Linked DNA regions of Mus musculus: region 2 is linked to region 1. The links are chromatin contacts, called in public targeted proximity ligation maps. All regions are on one chromosome and are shown on one strand. The core of a region is the stretch at or near the end of the contact, and the rest is flanking DNA. Distances in the headings are between cores, read along the strand shown.

Region 1 (5,015 bases), core at 1,608-4,107:
CTCAGGCGAGAACCGTTCACGCTTTAACTCAGACATTCTCTGAGCTCCCCCTACCGGGCAGGCGTCCTACTACGAGGAACCCGGGAAACGCACAGGCAAGCAGGTCAATGAAGACCTAGTCAGTTTTTTGTTTGTTTTTTTTGTTTTGTTTTGTTTTGTTTTGCTTTTTATCTTAATGTGGTGCTGGGGGTCGAACCGAGTACATCACTCTTGGTAGGAAAATTCTTTACCACTAAGCATATTTCGAGCCCTCCCTCACCTGTGCGTTTAATTTCATCACTGCACCAGCTGAAAGGACAGAATTCCTTCCCTGGCTGGGATCTGGCTGTTTGGAAGTCTCTCTTTTGGTCAATAGTTACTTTATTGTTGCTTTGTATTTCTTTTTGGAATGAGAGTCTCACTGTATAGCCCAAGATGACCTTGGATCTTGGTATCTTCCTGAGTGTTGGGGTTACACACAGTATGCCAAGCACTGTTTGAGATGTGTATGTGTCCATCCTCTGTCCCGTCCGTTTCCACCTTCATCAAGCAATGAGTACTGATAAGAACCCAGTATTCAGGAAGCTGTGAATTCAAAGCTAGCCCGGTCTAGATACCAAGTTCCAGGATAGTTAGGTCCACACTGTGGGAACATGTCTAAACAAACAAGAGTGATACAGATATAACAATTGATTTATATTAAACTTGTTACATAAGCATAGGACTTCTTGTACTGTGACCTTTGCATGGCACAACTGCCATAAGAGACTGTTCTGGACTGAGGAACATAGCTTACTGGTAGAGTTCTTTCGTAGTTTATACAATGCCCTGCATTCAGTTCCCAACAATACACTTTCAGAGGGCACACAATTCTCACAAGAGGGAATTCCTATGAATGACTCCAAGTCTCACACAGCGGGACAGTTGGTTCTGGATCTCAGCCGGGTGGGATTCTAAAGCCTAGGGCTGAAACCAGTGTCCCCTATGACCTTTGATGCAGGGTGTAGCTGCAGCTATTCCCTGAACCCCACTCCCACCATGACCCAGGAGCCTGACCAAGACCGATTTCTCTCTTCATTTCTCCAGCATCGTCTACTTCAGAATCACTAATATTCAGCCTATGGAAGCCACATCGAACCTACTGGACAGAGCAGCAGAACAGGGTTGGAGGATACTACTGGGGAGACTACTGGGGTTGAGTAGTGGGCAGCAGCAGATGGGCAGGTTTCAGGAAAGTGGGGCAGGCAAGCTGGGGAGGTCATGTGGGGACCACTTCAGCTTTCCATGGAACTGGTTGAGTCTCTTGTTGCTTTTCCAGCTGCCTCTGCCTCTGATGGAGCTCATGGAGACTGAAGTTCTGGATATTCTCAAAAAAGCCCTCATCAGTGAGCACTCCACCCCCACCCCCACCCCAGCTTCCACAAAAGATCCTGGTGGCTTTGGCAGGGCTTGGGGCTGTGGAGTTTCAGGATATGTAGTCTTGTCAGATCCCCTTAGCACTCACAAGGATGCCCTAAAAATTAAAAGTCAAGAGAGTAGGCACAGGCCGACTCAATGGAGTGAGTGACTCAGAGGACTTAAAATAAGCCCCTTTCTAGCAAGTCTGTTTTCTCTGCTTGTTCAGTGGAGTGACAGCCTTTGGGTAGCTTTGCTTCACTCCCAGGTGTGGGAGCTGTGACACATCGGGATTTTTTTTGGGTAAATGTACTGGATATTGGATTATCTGCGTAACCTTCTGCTCATGGTATATGAGCACATAGAGGGAAGAAAGGGCCAGATAACTAGTTAGAGTGAGCGGCTCAGGAGGAGGTTGGGTCTCACTGCCTCTGTTCAGGCTTGCAGCAACTTCTTCAGCCTTCTTCCCCTCCATTCTTCACATCGCACCTAGGAGACCCAAAATTCCCCAAACTAACACAGATCCAAATCCAGCACTAAATGCCACCTCAAATCACCTGTGGTTCCTCAAATGGGGGAAGCCCTTTGCTGCTGTTCATGGCCCTGAGCTCAGCTCTTCCCTCTCCCTAGCATATAGGTCCACGATTGGCAGGAACCACTTCATGACTAAAGAGCTGCAGGGATACATCGAAGGGATCAGGAAGCGCAGGAACAAGAGGCTGTACTTTTTGGATCAGTGAACCTCCAGCTCAAGTGGCCGACGAGACGTCCGCTCCGTGTCCTTTCCGGTCCCTCGAACCCAAGCTCAACCTCATCTGCATGGAATTTGAATCCTAGAGAAATTAAAGAGTCTATGCATGGTCCCAGAGTCAGTGCGTGGCTGCTTGCGTGAGGCGGACGCACGTGGCCCCGCCTTTCCCCGTGACCTTCATTCGGTCACCGCAGTGACCTTGAGTTTTGTCCGCTCGTGTCTCACCTCTGCCTTTGAGGAACTCGCAAACCAGGGCTACTTGCATGTTTTAGGTCTGCTTCTCCACTTGAGGGTCCTCAGGGGTGCTGATCTACCAAATCTGTCAAGTGTCCCATCAACATAATGGGGTGGGGTGGGGAGCAGCACCCTGTTAGGCCCCACCCCTTATGCATATGCAGTTACATAAACCCGCCTTTCATTTACATACACGTTCAACGCCCTCACAGAGTGAGTTCACTGAACAGCTACGCCCACTCTTATAAGGCAGAGCACCGCCCTCCTTCGTGATGCAAGGGTGCTCCGGCTTCTCTCCCGCACCAGTTCCTAGTCTTCGCTCCTCCCCTAGGTTCAGGCCCCGCCCACAGGAGGCCGCGCACGCGTGTGTATCGACAAGGCCTGCCCGCTGTCCTCCGGGTACGCAGGCGCCGCCGCCTCCCTCGGATATTAGCATAGGGCACCTGGCCCCACCCCCTGTTTTGCATGCGCAGGCCGGCCCCGCCTCCGCTGTCAGCTGGAGGAAGCGGAGTAGGAAGCAGCCGCGATGTCCTTTTGTGTCCTACAAGCAGCCAGCGGCGCCGCCGAGTGAGGGGGGACGCAGCGCGGCGGGGCGGTGCGGCCGGAGGAGGCGGCCCCCGCTCACCCCGGCGCTCCGGGCCGCTCGGCCCCCATGCCTGCCCGCCAGCCCTGCCGGAGCCCAAGGTCCGGGGGCGGAGGGGAAGGCGGCCGCGGGGGTGGGCGGGCGCGGCGGGGGCCATGTGCAAGCGCGGGCGGGGGGCGGGCTGCGGGCGGGGTCGCGCCTGGTGCGTCGGCCGGGTCAGGACTGGCTTCAGGTCCTGGCCTCCAGTTAGCCTCGGGCCTTGGAGCGAGTCCCCGGGCAGCGTTCAGATCGATCCTTGAGCATTGCGGGAGTCCTCGGGGTGGGCTGGAATTGAAAGGGTCCCTTGAGGCCACGTGGGGGCGCTTGCAGGGGCTTTGGGCCACCCTCCTCTCTGGGTCATAGGTCATCGTAGCGCGAGGGAGAACTTCTTCCTTGTCGCCTCTTCTTACTTCCTGATAACCTGATAGAAGTCCCCCGCGGGCAATGGGGGGAGGGGAGATTAGTAACTTCAGGCAACTTCCCATAGGTGTGCGCAGGTTAATGGGGGGTGGGGGGCGGCCCTGGAGGTCGCGAGAGGTGGTGAACTCTGCGGTAGCTGGAGTGTAAGAATGAACCTTGCAGGTTTGGGGTGCAAAAGAGGTGGAGCCGCGCCCTGCACGGCGTGGCTGGACTGGGCTTGCTAAAGCTGGAGGGGGTGGCGTGTCAGAGGTGAGAGACTCCCTTACAAGAGTGTGGTGAGGGATTAGAAGACTTGAGTGTGAGTTTGCTTATTGAGTGTGCTCTTTTGCTGGGAGTATGTGAGAACTTGGGACTGGTTAAAGGCCATGTGTGAGTGGAAGGTTCCCAGGAGAGTGTGAGCATGTGTGGACATGTGGAAACTCCTGAGAGAGTGGCCATATCCTTTGCCTCCGCCCCCCTTGGCCCCCCTTAGCCCCCTCCCGGTTCCTCAGTATGCTCTTGAATACTTGAGAGTACCTCCTGGAGTACATCTGGAGAAAACTGAGGAGAGGATCATGCTTATGCTCGGGGTTGAGAGTTGCCTGCAGGTTGAGGTTAGCCTGCTTCCTGGCTTGGGTGGGAGCTAGACTTGCCAAGCCGCTCCCAGGTTCCCAAGAGGAAGACCTGCTGTCAGTTACTGGCCTCAGAGGCTCTGGAGACTCTGTTCCCATGGCGACAGCTGGGGGCCCTCTTCATGGGCAGCCCTTCCTTGGACTCTGCCTCCTCCTTCTCCTTGGCTGAGCCTGGAAGCCTGGCTTAGTCCCAGTGTTGCCCAACCTATGTGGCAGGGTGCCTCCCTGTGACCCTGATGGTCTTTCCCTGCAGGTGACCAGCACCATGTCCAGCCAGGTGGTGGGCATCGAGCCTCTCTACATCAAGGCAGAGCCAGCCAGTCCTGACAGTCCAAAGGGTTCCTCAGAGACTGAGACTGAACCCCCGGTGACCCTGGCCTCTGGTCCAGCTCCAGCCCGCTGCCTTCCAGGGCACAAGGAGGAGGAGGATGGGGAGGGGGCAGGGTCTGGTGAGCAGGGCAGTGGGAAGCTAGTGCTCAGCTCTCTACCCAAACGCCTCTGCCTGGTCTGTGGGGATGTGGCCTCTGGCTACCACTACGGTGTGGCATCCTGTGAGGCCTGCAAAGCCTTCTTCAAGAGGACCATCCAGGGTGAGCCCCTACCCCCACCCCCTGCTTCTGTGCCCTTTGCCCTGTACCCTTTGGGCCTGGCACTAATTGGTACAGTGCTGCATGCAGGAGGCCCTGAGCCTGTCTGTTGCTGCTTGAGTCAGCAATATGAAGTTTGAATTTCCTTGTTCTTCCTGGGACATCATTTTATTTAAGGGCTATAGCTGAGGTTAGTAGAATGCTTGCCTAGTTTACAGGAGGCTCTAGGTTCTGTCCTTAGCACCATATAAGTCAGGTGTGGTGTTGGGTACCTAAAATCTCAGCACTTTGGAATGGAACTAGGAGCATCAGAGATTCAAGGTCATCATTGACTACATAGTAAGCTGAAGGACAACTTGGGCTCTGTGAAAGCCTGCTCCCTCCCCTCAAAAGGGTGGGGTGAAGCTGGGCAGTGG
Region 2 (5,204 bases), core at 2,122-4,621, 350 kb before region 1:
GACACTGCACCATTCCCCTTATACCTAAGCTGCCCCACACAGGTCTCAGGAACCGATGACCCCCTCTGCATGGTTCCCTTTCCTTGGGTCCCCACCTGGCGCTTAAGAGAGATGAGCTGTGAGTCAAGACCTCGGAGTGTGAGGTTAGCGAGGTCTGGGCTTCCCGATACTGCAGTGAGGCCTTCAGGACTCAGGTACATGCCCTTGGGCGGACGTCTCCGAGTTCGAAGTGGGTGGTGGCGATACTGAGATATCTGAACCTCCTTCTTCCCAGGACCAGGCCGTGCATTCAGAGGTCTGGATGGCAGAGGCTGAAGGGAGAGAATATCATGTGCAGTCCAAGGACAAGCTGAGGGGCGGGCAGGGCAGAGCAGCTAGGGACCTCACCTCTCGCTTGGGGTCTCCAGTATCCGGTTCCCCCTCACTCACAGCTCCTCGTCCCTCTTCTAGTTCATCACTGTTGACACAGAGCCAAACAGAAAATGAGGGAAGGCCCAACCCAGAATACTGTCAGCCCCCTACCCCCTTCCCGGTGCCAGCAACCCCCACCCCCACCTGTCTTCTTTGTCCTTGCGGCCACCCAGCCGCCTGGCCTGCCTGTCCATCACACTAGTTCGACTTCGGGTCTTCTTCCAAGAGTAGTAATACTTCACCAGGCTGGGAATCACCTTGTCAGGGAGCTGGGGAGGCAAGGCCAGAGACAGGAGGCCACCTGAGACTCTGGCCCCAGGTAAGCTGTTTGGGACTAAAGGGCTGAGGAGCATTCAAGGGGCCATGAGCATAGGCGTACCATCTGCTGGATCCGCTGGAAGCACTTGCCATGGAACCCAAAGGCCTGTTCAAACAGCACCTTGTCCTCCACCGTCCACTCATCAGGGAAGGGAGTGAAGTTGGCTAGGTCAGCCAGTGATTTCTCCACATCGTGTTTATGCCACAGAAGCATGCCGAGTGCCTGGTCCAGGACAGAAGCCACTCAGGTTCTGCCACGGCAGCACTGCACTGCCCGGTGGGCCCCACTCCCATCCCTCGGGGCCCCCACCCACCTGCTCAATGTTATAGCCATGCTTCTCCTTGGCCATTGCAATGTACTTGTCAACTGCAGGGGGGAAGAGGAGGGTCACACGGAAGCCCCACAGTAAAGACCACTCGTGGGCCTACAGCCCCCTACCAGACTTCCATGTTAGTGGGACTAACAGCTCACTTCTTTTTTGTTTTTTGTTTTGTTTTGTTTTTTCAAGACAGGGTTTCTCTGTATAGTCCTGGCTGTCCTGGAACTCACTTTGTAGACCAGGCTGGCCTCGATCGAACTCAGAAATCCGCCTGCCTCTGCCTCCCAAGTGCTGGGATTAAAGGCGTGCGCCACCACTGCCCGGCAACAGCTCACTTCTAAGGAAGAGCTAGCCTTAGGAGGACAGGAACTAAAACCCTGTTCCTGAGACTGAACGTGACCTGGGCCCAGCGCACTCACGTTTGGCATCTGATACACAGTGGTTGGGGGACCACACCAGCATTCCCTTCAGCTCCTTGTTGCTATAGCGTGCAGGGCTCTCTGAAAGGATGAGCAGAATTAGGCACTCACAGAAACAGGAGACCACTGAGCAACACAGTCAAGCGAGGAGGTGAGGCCCAGAAGGGAAGGAGGAGCTGAGACCCAGACAGGAAGGCAGAGCAGGAAAAGTAACAGTGCCACGGGGCCACCCACCCCGCCCACCGCCTGTCCCTCAAGCAGGAGCCAGCCAAGAGTTCCCAGGTGGGGCTGTAGGCCAAGCCATCAGCCTCCACCCCTCCCTGCCGCCCTCCCTCCCTCCATGTCTGTCCTGCCACTCACCAGGCTTGCACTCCGGAATTACTGCTTGGTAATTGGTTCCAACTCGGATCATGCTGTCTGTGGAGCCAGGGGAGGCAGTCAAGACTCCAGGGAAGTAGGGGGAGGATATAGTGAGGGGAGGTAGCTGATCTGGAGTTCTCCTTCCTGACCACTCAGGGACCCCCACCATACAGGAGACTCACTTTTCCTTGATAGTGCCCCCCAGCTACCCTCCGATAGAAGGTACTAGGAGAGTCATACCCTGCCTAGTCATGGCCATGGGGGGAAGGGGAGGTTAAGAGGACACTTTTAAAGCCCAGGCTAGAGCAAAGTGCTTTGTTCTAACTGGGGGTGGGAGCTTGGAGGGCTGCCCCTAGATCTGGACCACAGCCTTGCAGAGAGCTCGGGGCTCCTCCCCACCACATGAGCTTCACAGCTCCGCATAGAGGTATCTTCCCAGTACCTGGTCCAATCAGACCTCAGTCCCCTGCAAGGCTGCAAGGTATGAGGACCCAATCCATCCAAGAGAGGCATCCTAAGCTCCCTCAACGACTGAGGGCAAAGGGGAGGTGGGTGGTCAAGGGCCCAGCCTGTAGATTTCCTGTGCCGGCAACACCAGGCACGAGAAGGCTGAGGTTGCAATCCAGGAGCGGCAGAAACCATCTGTGGTTCGCAACTCTCCCCCCCCCCTCCTCCACCTTCCATGATCCCTCCCCGGACCAGCGCGCCTTTAACCCTAGGCCACCAGGCTCACCATGAGAGTGCTCCTCCTCGCTGCTGTCATCCTCCGAGTGTGGCTGTCCGCCGTTGGGTGCCGTCTTGGCCCGACTTCGGGACAAGATCCCGGAGCCCGCACTGGGCTTCTCCATTACTGAGGGCATTACCCTACCCGGCAGCCCCGAGGGGCACGGGATCCTTTGGAGAGCGCAGGAGCTTGCCGCGCTTGCCTCGAGTGCTGCGCCTGGCCCGGCCTGGAGGGGTCGCCACTGAGGCTACGAGAGGCAGGAGGTCAGCGTGGCTAGGGTCCGGGAGGTCGGGGCCCCGGAGGGCAGCCCTAACGCTCACTGCGACCCCCACGGGCGAGGACGGCAGAAAAGTTTGTGAAGTGGGGGTACGGGGGAGACGGCGCGGCCGGGGGCACGCTCGCTCCGTGCGCCCCTCGGGGCTGGTTCTCCCCCGGGGAGAGTCGGGGCGCGTTGCCCTCGGGGAGCCCCGGAGCCGCGCCGCGCGCCTGCCCACGCTGTTTGGCCAGCAAGGGCTACCGCGCAGTGGCCGCCGCAGCTGACTCCGCGCCCCTCGGCTGCGCTGAGGATGCCCCGATCCCCAACGGAGGTAACCCTGCCCGACCCGACCCCACGGCAACCACGCCAGCCGGCTGGAGCCCCGGCGGCAGGACGGCGCGCACGGCGTGCGGCGCTGGAGCAGAGTTGCCGGGAGGCGGGCGGAGCGCAGCCGCGGGCGCCGCCTCGCACCCTCCCCGGCGCGCTCGCTCGCCCCGCCGCGCTCGCGCTACCGCCGCTCGCTCGCCCGCTCTCCGCCGCCGCTCGCTCCTCGCGCACACAATGAAGCTGCTGGCAGGGAAGTAGTGCCGGCTGCGGCCTCAGCACCCCTCCCCCAGCCGATGCCTCCGCCAGCTGAACATCTGGCCCTGGGGTGGGAGGGAGGGCCCGGGGGGCGGGGCCTGGGGCCGGGGCTAGACCTCCAGGGGGTGGGGTCAGGACCGGAATGGGGCGCACGTACCCCCCCCAGGGAGCACCCTTGGTGTCTCTGAGTTCTCAGACTTGGCCCTTTTGGGTAGACCCCAGTGCCCCCCAGGAGAAGCCCGGGGTCAGCCCCACCCACAAGCACACCGGTTCCACACACTACTGGGCTCTGGTTACTGTGGCCTGCCCCGGGGGCCCTGAGGCCGCCTGTCCGACCGCCCGGGTGGAGCCCAGCTTTTCCTTCCATTTCCCTTCCTGCCAAGGAACTCCCTGCCCCCCCTTCCGCAGGGGGATCCCCCCCTTCATGCGCCCTTGGGGGCCAAAGCGGATGGGAGGCCGGACAGGCGCAAGATGAATTTCTATAAGAGCCACTGGGCTAGAACCTGACTTCTGCTAGGTCTGTGGGTCCCCAGGGGTCACCCTAGTGTCTTTCAACTGCTGCAGTCTGCACCCAAAACAGTAGTATCAAAGATTGAGGAATGAGTATGAAAGGTAATAGGGCAAGTTCTGGGCTGAAAGGGGCGAGCTCCTCACTGGGTTCACTGTCACCCCAGCTGGAAGCAGCATCCCCCCTCCCCCCGGACAGGCACAGGCAGAGTGACAGACAGGGAAGCGGGTTGGGAGGCACAGACGGAGTTGGGGGAGGGGGTGGGCAGAGACTTTCAAAGCCAGACCCAGCCACCCTGCCAGGCACACAAAGAGCCAGCGCACTCACCGGCAGCAGCTCGAAGCCTGTGAGCTGCGCCTGTGCCCGTCCCCGCCGCCTGGGGCACGTGCTGCAGCTCACACAGGCCGAAGCCCCCGCCCGCTGTCCCTCCCACGGGGAGCCCGGACTCCTGGACACGCCTCTACCCGGGCACACCCGCTATGCCCAGATCGAGCCGAGCCTGCACGCGCACCCTCCTCTCCCTTCCCTTCCTTGGCCACTCTGTAATCAGATTCCTAAATTTAGAAGCAGCCCTGGCCCCAACCGGGGATCCCTGCCCCTACCCACTGGCTGTGGCCGACCGGCCTGGGTCCTGTGGTCAGGCCACGACCTGGCTGGGGCATCCTGTTCCTGGGGGCTCTTTGCCTGCGGCTGGCAGAGTCAGACACGACCCCGCCCGACTTCAGCACTGTCCGGCCACATAGGGCCACCCAGTCAGCGGCCACGTTGCCCGCCACACCTTGGGCCAAGGTTATGGGGCCTTTTTTCCTCCCCTTAAATCATGAGCTGGGCACCAAGCCTCAGGGTGGGGAGATCTGGGACAAAGAAAGAAAGAAAGAAAGAAAAAATGAACCAGAGGCAATCTGAGCTGAAGGGGTCTGTACCAAGAGGCAAAGCGACTTCCAGTGGCCCCTAGAAATGAGTGGCAGGGAGCCAGACCTGTCCCCAATACCTGTACCTTGTAGTGAGGTGCTCCTGTTTCTATCCCTTTGCCTAGCTAGCAACCATTGTGCACACCACACTCTCCTATGATGGCGTCTTTCTTGCTTCTGGCACCCATTAGGCAAGGCTTCTATTGGGTCCCCCCTCCTCCACTTGCCTCCTTCCATAGGAGAACCTAGGATCCCGGGCCAAGACCCCAAGACCTCAAGCATCAAGCTTAGTTCTTGTTTCCGTCCTCCAGGGCTGCCCCAGGTGTGCCAGCACAAGGCCTAAAGAGGATCCCAAGCCACAGGCTTCCCTTCTGTCTGGAGGCCACTTCTCCCAC

What was found.
Region 2: a contact with region 1 is called in a targeted proximity ligation map of embryonic stem cells, with 13 read pairs. A contact is called at or near these places in 3 of 484 Hi-C or Micro-C datasets (all in embryonic stem cells), 4 of 130 datasets of targeted methods (embryonic stem cells and pancreatic cancer cells) and 1 of 9 other capture datasets (adipose tissue).

What each region holds. Positions count from the first base shown.
Region 1 is chr19:6,919,650-6,924,664 of GRCm38.p6, reverse strand. It overlaps Esrra (estrogen related receptor, alpha), which reads left to right and starts at 2,857. Exons shown (of 7, transcript NM_007953.2): 1 at 2,857-3,043; 2 at 4,266-4,602. The coding sequence starts at 4,278. Catsperz (cation channel sperm associated auxiliary subunit zeta) reads left to right here. Exons shown (of 5, transcript NM_001039494.2): 3 at 1,066-1,142; 4 at 1,298-1,364; 5 at 2,005-2,239. The coding sequence ends at 2,114.
Region 2 is chr19:7,266,446-7,271,649 of GRCm38.p6, reverse strand. Rcor2 (REST corepressor 2) reads right to left here and starts at 3,371. Exons shown (of 12, transcript NM_001320554.1): 1 at 2,562-3,371; 2 at 1,829-1,885; 3 at 1,469-1,549; 4 at 1,044-1,096; 5 at 791-952; 6 at 556-680; 7 at 388-457; 8 at 96-311. The coding sequence starts at 2,688.